Linked DNA regions of Capsicum annuum: region 2 is linked to region 1. The links are chromatin contacts, called in public Hi-C maps. All regions are on one chromosome and are shown on one strand. The core of a region is the stretch at or near the end of the contact, and the rest is flanking DNA. Distances in the headings are between cores, read along the strand shown.

The links. A called contact is a pair of places that touch in the nucleus more often than the background predicts.
Region 2: a contact with region 1 is called in a Hi-C map of leaf, with 4 times the contacts expected there. The contact joins the promoter of LOC107847050 here to the enhancer-like site in region 1. A contact is called at or near these places in 4 of 5 Hi-C or Micro-C datasets (bud, leaf and placenta).

Annotation. Positions count from the first base shown.
Region 1 is chr11:37,867,297-37,872,045 of UCD10Xv1.1, reverse strand. It overlaps LOC107848128 (zinc finger MYND domain-containing protein 15), which reads right to left. Exons shown (of 10, transcript XM_016692811.2): 2 at 4,658-4,749; 3 at 4,454-4,572; 4 at 4,034-4,080; 5 at 3,852-3,952; 6 at 3,540-3,627; 7 at 2,925-2,973; 8 at 1,970-2,291; 9 at 1,659-1,772; 10 at 785-1,544. The coding sequence ends at 1,452. Among protein-coding and RNA genes, the nearest start is that of LOC107848128, 6.6 kb to the right of the region's middle. Within about 2 kb of position 1,400, at least 5 of the 5 cell types and tissues checked have an H3K27ac peak or open chromatin away from gene starts, as enhancers often do. A contact at or near this core is called in bud and leaf, where this site is marked.
Region 2 is chr11:37,987,492-37,992,467 of UCD10Xv1.1, reverse strand. It overlaps LOC107847050 (non-functional NADPH-dependent codeinone reductase 2-like), which reads left to right and starts at 3,590. Exons shown (of 5, transcript XM_016691298.2): 1 at 3,590-3,805; 2 at 3,807-4,027; 3 at 4,929-4,976. The coding sequence starts at 3,662.

The DNA of each region.
Region 1 (4,749 bases), core at 151-2,650:
ATTCCAATTATAAAAGTGACTCAAATAGGAGGAGGATGAGAGAGTATTAATATTACATTAGCTTGATTGTAGGCGTAAATAAAGGAACACATATATGGAGAAAAAATCATTGCACTAAAATAAGAGCAAAATATGGTATTTTGATATGTATGAGGGGGATGATAGAGAAAGAGTGAATTTAAGGGATTTAAGTAATTACTTTGGAATTTTTGTAATTTCTTTTTCAATATGGGATTTTATGTAACAAGGTAAAGTTACCTTGTATATATATGTAATTTTTAGTTAATTTAAAACATCAAAAATTAATTTATCATTTATGTCTATTTTATTATTTATTAAATATTATTAATTTTTTAATACTTAAATGGCTTGTAATAATTAATTAGAGTGATATAATAAAACTACATTAAAACAACTGAAACAGTAATGTCATAAATATCTATTTTACCTTTTTTTAATTAAATATTATTAATTTTTTTTATATATAAATGACTTAAAATAATTAATTAGAGATAATTTAGTAAAATCACAGAGCAGCTGAAGGGTGAAGCAGCAGGCATGTTGACGAAAAGTTGTCTGCTTTCTCACACTTATTATTAATAGTAGTAAAGTAATAATACGTATACAGATAGAATAAAGTAAATATATTTTTTCACCCCTCCACCAATGAGAATGAGTATTGTATATATAGAAAGAAAAACTCAAAATCTGCAATGAAATAGTATTAAGTAGTAAGTATTGTTGTAGTGTTTGCTGCAACGGTTTTGGTATTAATAGGAAGGAGTAACAACTAATAAAATTGCTTTAATATAAATAATGGTGCAGTTACACCCCTAATAAAGAATCAATTGATTTGGTCAAAATATATAAACAGTAGGGGAGATTTTAATATCCTCTCACTAACCACCCATTCAAGGCTAATTAGTAACATATAATATTTATTCTTTTTGAAATATCCAATACCGCATAACTCTATCCACGAAAGCTTAGATCAATGAGAAAAAATTACCTAGCGTTCTTGCCCACCACCACATGTATCATGTGAATCTTTCTATTAAGGCTTTAGACCAAAGAGAATGAAATCATCTATTGTTCTTGCCTTTGTTGGAAATTGAATCTAAGACCCTATGATTCTCAATCCCATTCATTGACGATCAGGCCACACTTGGGTTAAAACTTGCTCACACCTGATATATACACCAAGTCAATGCATGCATACCATGTGTTTGAATTTATAGTTCATATAACTTAACCATGATTGATTAACATGTATTTTACTTCATTTAATCATTTACCCATGGTAAATTACATTAGTTGGTGTATACACCGGGTGCGAATAAGTTTTTACTCCACACTTGCATTTCTTGATCTCAACACTGTACTCCTCAGTCTGCTATTATTTTGTAATAGAGTCAAGCCATTGCATCCTTAGACGCTCCCAAGAAGGTCGTTCAAATCCCAAAGATGAAGCAATTTGAGTAGCATGGAAGAAACAGGGCACTGTTTTCTACTGCGAGGGGTTGCCTAAAAGGATTTAGTTGGATCTGCAAAGCAAGTAAACGAATTCAATATAATGAATTGAGTTGGAAGCAATAGACATCTTTCAGAGCAATATTTGGAAAGAAATAATGGATAACGAGTGGCGTGAAAAGACTAACAGGAATGGTAGGTGAAGCCCCAGTCACTGAGCTTATGCAACTAGTCGCCAGATTACAAGCTTCTTCACAGTAATCGGAGAAAAATGCAGAAACTTTTCTCTCCTTTAACAGCTCCTGGATGAAAGGTTAAAAGGAAAAAAAATCATTTAGCAATACGAGACCTGGCTAGCTTTCTGCAAAGGTCTCATGCACTGTTGAGAAAATCCTAAACGTAAAAACCTTCATATGAAACTCATGTCTATCCTGGTTATAGCATCAACTATCAAGCACCAGATAGTCTGAAAATTAAGTATTTGCTTTAAAAGACTTACAATGGTTTGTAGCCAGCTCCTGTAAGCAGCAACACCAGCATTCGGTGCAATAATTAGATCAGGAGGAAAGCCCTGACGAAGCTTACAACATTTGAGTAACACCAACAAGGGAAGAAAACATATGGCAAAGATAAATGTTGTTTGAGTGACCTTCAGAAGATCTTTATAACAATCATGATAATAACCAGTATGAAGCTTTAATGTAATGGCTGAAGATCCAGTTTGTAATGAGGTTAGGCCAAAACTCTCAGTCGAACATTTACACTTGCAGTTGGTCTCTGTACAATGAGCATAATCACGAAGTACAATTCTCTCACCGTTCCTAATCATTAAAAAGCAAAATATGATCGGTATTTAGAAAAATGTGATTATAAATCATCTGCAAATGTATACAAGATACCCATGAACTTTGGAAGTACAATCAAAGAACGTTAGAGGTTAGAGTGAACGTGATGTATTATACAGCTTAGCAGAATGCATTTATCAGGTTACCAAGGTAAATATTTAGTAATTGGCAAGGATCCCGTTCTAGCCACTTTTCTTTTAGCACCATCTACAACCATTAGATGGGTAGCAGGCATTATTCTCTGAACAGAGCTCAACCAAGGGCGCACTATATCAAGCATCTATTGTCTCCTAAGTTCATCTTTCTTTCTAAACCTTTTTTTTTTTGTATGCTCTTTTTGACTTTTCATTCCAGAAGCCATCAATTTATGACACCCTCTCCAGCATTTAAGATTCTCACAAGAATTAACAATGCTAATTACTTCCTTTCAGCAGGAATGAGGACCAACTGTCTCCAATGTTCCATCCACGAAAAGATTATAAGCACGGTAATAGTTCATGAATTTTACAATGAGGTCAATGAGACTACTCTCCTTTCCTGCTAATTAACTAGAACTTGCAGTAGAAAGTAAGTAAACCAGAAACATGAAATAAAGGTGGGCAATCAAACCTTTCTACTGGAATTGCAGGTCCCACAAAATCAATATGTATTCGAACATCTGGAAAAACAGCATGCAGTTCACTGAAAACGGCAAGCTGATGAAGCTCTTTTTCAGGACCTTCACATTTCAAACAAGAGAAAGAGCCCAAATTTAGTACTTCCTCCGTCCCATTTTATGTGTCGCCTTTTCCTTTTTGGTCCGTCCCAAAATGAATGTCATATTTCTTTATTTGGTAACTATTTAATGGCATTATCCCCATTTTATCCTCAGTGGGTCCTACTTTATAAAAAGATAATTAAAAAGTAAATTTTAAGAGGGGCAATTTTGTAAATTTTACAAATTCATCATTTATTTCTTAAACTCCGTGCCCGATCAAATGGCAACACATAAAATGGGACAGAGGGAGTATCAAAATAATGAGCACTTGGAAAACAAGCTCGAAAGGAGATGAAGAGTGAGCAGTGGTTTGTGTAGCATATTAAACAGGAGCTCCGAAAGTTCTTAGGTTTCTGAAGGATGAATTAGCTCTGATTGTCATTTAACAACTTTTACGGCCACAAAGAGAGGGGAGTCTCTCGTCTATAAAAAGCCCCTTATAGCAAGGGGAGGGGAAAGGAGATTACCTAAATAATGTATGCGTAGCTCATTACTAATTTCAGGAATCAGGTTCCCTTGAACTGCCATCTTAATAGCCCAATACAGCGTCAATGGCTGGAAAAAGAACAAGAAAGATAGCACAACGAATAAACAAGTGAGTGTCACAATTGATTTCTCCAAACATTGATATTTCCAAGAGCTTCACAAGCAATTCATACTCCTTAAATAGAATGACCTTATGGAAGAAATTTAAAAACAAAGCAGCAATAAAGTATGTTGTCCAAGTAATATGGCTACTACAAACTCCTCAACTTAATGTTTGTGTACAGCCAACCTACCCAGTGAAGTAGCAAAGCAACAGGAGAATATAGCGGAATGCACCTCCATTCATAATATTCTTTCCAACCACGAAGTAGCTTTGGTAAGGGAGTGGATGGCTCTGCATTTATATACTAGTTTAAATTAGCATTCCAGACAAGCATGTATTTTGGTATTAATTGTCTGAAGCACAGCACACTACCTCTACAAGGACACAATGTACTAGAAAGGTCCCAGCCTTTGACGAGCCTGCGAACAAAACTTAAGGATGAGATACCATACATGGTTTTTGGTTAGAAGCATTTCTTTAAATCAGTCTAACAGCAGAGATCAAATTGGACTTCTTCATTTTGGAAAGACACAGAAAATGCAAGGAATATTCCCAAACCGTATCGTATGACCCAAAAAACTTTATCTTTGACAAATATTAAGCTTGATTATAGAAAATCTGCTAATATATATAAAAGAACATAGGTAGTAGGAGTACAAATATGTACGGAATAACTAACTTTCAGACAAGAGAATACATAAGGCATCTTCTAAGGCACTGCAAAATTAAAAAGCTTGTAATTCGCTAGGCTGATCAAGAATAAAACACTTTATCACGAAAAGAGCAAGCAACCTTGCGCAACCCAATATAGCAGTTGATGCGCCACAGCTGCATTCGAACAACCACATTCCTACACGGTGAATGCCCTGTTTTATCAAGCATGAACATCTTGTTTCCCGTTTATCACACACCTAAAAAGCACAACCAAGTATGTTTTGCCTAAGCATTTCCATGGACAAATCAATAAAATAATTCAAAAGTTTCTTTACATCTTACCTGAAAAGTAGATTCTTCAGAAAATGAAAAAGGGAAATCACTCAAAACATGGGCAAGCTTCATTTGTTGTTCCAACCTTTGACACTCTTTCT
Region 2 (4,976 bases), core at 2,341-4,840, 120 kb before region 1:
GTGAAAATGGTTATCATATCAAGATATTTGATGAGATGAATCTTGAATATCTTGGTATCACCAAGAATGTCTCTGGATAGACGTGTTATAGAAAAGTTCCCTGCTTTATCTTCTGGCCTGTATTGGACAAAGATTTGTGGAATTGAGGCACATTCTATAGTAAACAAGAAGTTTACTATTTCCAATACTTTCGTACTTTGGCATGATCGTCTGGGACATCCTGGATCTATAATGATGAGATGAATCATAGAAAATTCAAATGGGTATCTATTAAGGAACTTGAAGGTTCTTTTGAATGGTGAATTTTCATGCAATGCTTGTTATCAAGGCAAGCTGATTGTGAGGCCATCGCTAAAAATAGTTGGTATTGAGTCTCCTGCGTTCTTGGAACGCATACATGGGGATATTCGCGGACCCATTTACCCACCTAGTGGGTCATTTAGATACTTTATGATCCTAATAGATGCTTCCTCTAGATGGTCTTATGTGTGCCTTTTGTCATCTCACAACTTGGCATTTGCAAAATTGTTGGCACAAATAATACGATTATGAGCACAGTTTCTTGATAATCAAATTAAGTTTATTCTCCTTGATAATGCTGCAGAATTTTCATCCCAAGAATTTAATGACTATTGCTTATCGATTGGGATAAGAGTGGAACATCCTGTACCCCATGTTTACACTCAAAATGGCCTTGCCAAGTCATTAATTAAACGTTTGAAGTTGATAGCAAGACCATTGCTTATGAGAACTAAGTTGCCCACTTCTGTTTGGGGTTATGCAATTTTGCATGTTGCAACACTCATTCGTCTTAGACTGATAAATTATCATAAATTTTCTCCGTTGCAATTGGTTTTGGATCAAGATCCTAATATATATCATTTGAGAATTTTTGAGTGCGGTGTATATGTGCCTATAGCACCACCAAACCGCACCAAGATGGGCCCCCAAAAAAGGTTAGAAATTTATGTGGGGTTTGAATAACCCTCTATTATTCGCTATCTTGAACCATTAACAGGAGATATATTTACTGTTTGATTTGCAGATTGTCGATTTGATGTTATAGTTTTTCCAAAATTAGGGGAAGAAGATAGTAACATCAAAAGAGAAATTTTGTGAAAAAATCCATCACTATCTCATCTTGATCCACGTGCTTCTATTTGTGAGTAAGAAGTACAAAAGATTATTCATCTGTAGAAAATTACAAATCAAATGCCAGACACATTTACAGATTTGAAAAGGATCACTAAATCACATATTCCTGCAGAGAATGTCCAATTCGAATTGATGTTTCTAAAGGACCATCTACTAGTGTCATAGCTAATGAATCTAAACCACGCTTGAAGCGTGGTAGATCATTAGGTTCTAAGGATCAAAATCCTAGAAAAAAAATAAATGGTCAAGATGACACTACGAAAGATCCTCATATGGAAGTTGAAGATTTGAGCAATGTTAATATTCTACAAGAATTAATGAGCCTGAGATTCAAGAAAATGATGAACTATCCATAAATTCAAGTGATGTTGAAACTAATTTGAATCGATCTAAAATAGTAGTGGATTATGTCTTTGCATATAATGTTGCAACAAAGAACATGCAAGATAGTGAAGACCTTGAACCTCGATCTATCACAGAATGTCGACAAAAAAATGACTGGCCAAAATGGCAAGAAGCAATTCAATCTGAATTGAATTCACTTGCCAAACGTGAAGTTTTTGAACCTATAGCTCAAACACCCAATGGTGTTAAGCCTGTTAGCTATAAATGGGTCTTTGTGCAAAAAAAAATGAGAAAATAAAATACAAAGGTATAAAACACGCCTTGTTGCACAAGGATTTTCACAACTGCCTAGTGTCGATTATGATGAGACATATACCAGTTATGGACGCAATAACATTGCGTTATCTTATTAGTTTCACTGTCCATGAGAAACTTGAAATGCATTTGATAGATATAGTAACAGCCTATCTATATGGATCACTTGATAATGAGATATACATGAAAATTTCTGAAGGATTTAAAATGCCGAAAGCATATAACTCAAAGCCTCGGAAAATGTATTCAATTAGATTGCAATGATCATTGTATGGTTTGAAGCAATCTGGACGCATGTGGTATAACCGTCTTAGTGAATATTTATCTAAGGAAGGTTATACGAATGATGAAATTTGCCCATGTATTTTCATAAATAAAACAACGTCGGAGTTAATTATACTTGATGTCTATGTCGATGACATAAACCTTATTGGAACGCCCATAGAGCTTCAAAAGACAATTGATTACCTAAAAAAAGAATTTGAGATGAAAGATCTCGGAAAGACAAAGTTATGCCTTGGTTTGCAAATTGAGCATTTGACAAACGGTATCTTTGTTCTTCAATCTGCCTACACAGAAAAGGTGTTGAAACGATTCTATATGGATGGAGCACATCTATTAAGTACTCGCATGGTTGTTCGATCACTCGATGTCAATAAGGATCCATTCCGACCTCAAGAAAAGAATGAGAAACTCCTTGGTCCTAAAATACCATATCTTAGTGCAATTGGTGCACTAATGTATCTTGCAAATACTACAAGGCCTGATATAGCCTTTTCAGTTAATTTGTTAGCGAGGTATAGTTCTGCTCCTACTAGGAGACATTGGAATGGGACCAAACACATATTACGGTATCTAAAAGGGAGTACCGATATGGGCTTATTTTATTCTAAAGATTGCAGTTCCGATCTTGTTGGTTCTGCTGATGCTGGGTTCTTTTTTGACCCGCATAAAACTCGGTCTCAAACAGGCTATGTGTTCATATATGGGGGTACTGCCATATCTTAGAGATCAAACAGTCTATCGTAGCCACTTCATCGAACCATGCTGAGATTATAGCTATTCATGAAGCAAACCGAGAGTATGTGTGGTTAAGGTCCACAATACGTCTCATTCGAGAAAAATGTGACTTGAAATGTGACAAAGTACCTATGCTTTTATATGAAGATAATGCAGCATGGATAGCACAACTTAAAGGAGGATTCATAAAAGGAGATAGAACGAAGCACATTTCTCTAAAGCTCTTCTATACATATAAGCTCCAAAAGAATGGTGATATTGATGTACAACGGATTCTTTCAAGTGACAATGTGGCTAATTTATTCACCAAATCTCTTCCAACTGCAACTTTCAAGAAGATTGTGCACAAAATCGGAATGCATAGATTCAAGGATGTTCTTATTAGGGGGAGTTAATACGTGTTGTACTCTTTTTCCCATACGAGGTTTTGTCCTATTGAATTTTTCTTGTAAGGTTTTTAATGAGTCAACCTATATGCGTATTTCTAGACATTCAAGGGGGAGTGTTATGATATTAATGTATATCAATTATAGTGAATATCTATCAAGATCTATCAAGATCCATTTGATGTTTATTATGATTTGAAGTATGTGTCTTTTACTCAGAAACCAGTAGTAAGGATTTTCTTCAATGTAAATCATCCCTCAACAGAAATAACAATTACTCCCTATTCTCTTTACTCTTTTCTTTATTCTTTATTATTTTATAACACTGTCAAATCAAATCAAGATAATCAAATCAAAACGGAGGGCGTACAATATTTTTTCGTTATTATTTTTTTTTTTGGGCGTATAATATTTGAAAATTTAAATAATGCGGCATTTCTATGAGGTTAAAAGAAAGGGCGGCACTGTCCTCTGCCAACAACATGAACCAACAAATCCCTATACCTGAAATTCCTCTTCCGTCCGGCTGCCGAAGTATGCCGGTATTAGGTTTTGGCACGGCAGCAGATCCACCTGTAGAACCAGAAATTGTTAGAAAGTGCTATTCTTCAAGCAATTGAACTTGGGTATAGGCATTTTGACACAGCTGCTTTATACAATTCTGAAAAACCAGCTGGTGAAGCTATAACTGAAGCAATTAATGGAGGATTAATTGAATCTCGTGAACAATTGTTTATTACTTCGAAGCTATGGTGTAGTGATGCTCATCCTCAACATGTTCTTCCTGCCCTCAACAAAACACTACAGTAAAATTCTCTTCAAAACTCGTCAATTCAATTATCTATTACAGTTTTTTAAAAAATTATTGTTCCTTTGGTGAAGTATTAAATTGCCAAGTTGTCCAGAAGGACGTAGCCTAGCTATCAATGAAGTGGTTGAAATTTCATCGAGACAAAAACACTAGCTGATTTCTTGCCATCTGTCCCAGCCGTTGGTGTACACTACCTGGTCCTTAATGTTGGTAGGGGTGGCAGGCATTCGTGAAATTAGTTGAGATGCGCGAAAGTTGACCTAGACATCACAATCATTGAAAAAAAGGAAGCATCTTTTAGAATTCATGGAGACATATCCTATACAGATATGCATATTAGTTGGGATAAAGTTTTAATCATGTTAGTATAATTAATTTTTTTCATGAGGAGGGTGTTCGAGTCCAGCTATGCGCACCTTGACTATTAAATCAAGTACTTGTTACCTCTCACCAACATATGTACAACTCAACTTTGTCCATCAATATTTAGGTGGATAGGAAGAAATCACCTACTCCTTAAGTCCCAATTTATGTGATTGTATTTGATTGGGCACGAAGTTTAAGAAAAGAAGGATGATTTATGAAACTGACCTCGTGGTTCTCCTCCCACTTCATTTATCACTAGATCATGTCCTTAGGTGCTACTTAAGGTCACATGTATTCTTGGAGTCTTCTAGTGCTCTCAAAAATTTATAAGCTAGTAGAATATATAGATAGAACTTATAGTAATTTTTATTTTATTTTATTTTATGTTGTATCTGCCTTCTGCATTTGAATTTGAATGGAGCGACTTGCTAATGAAGATTTATGCAACCAACTCTTAGATTAATTGGGGTTGAACTGTAATTGTTGTTGTAGTACTGAACTGCTAAATTGGTGTGTTTGGACTTGTGCAGGAATCTGAAGATGGATTATATTGATTTGTTCCTAATACACTGGCCAGT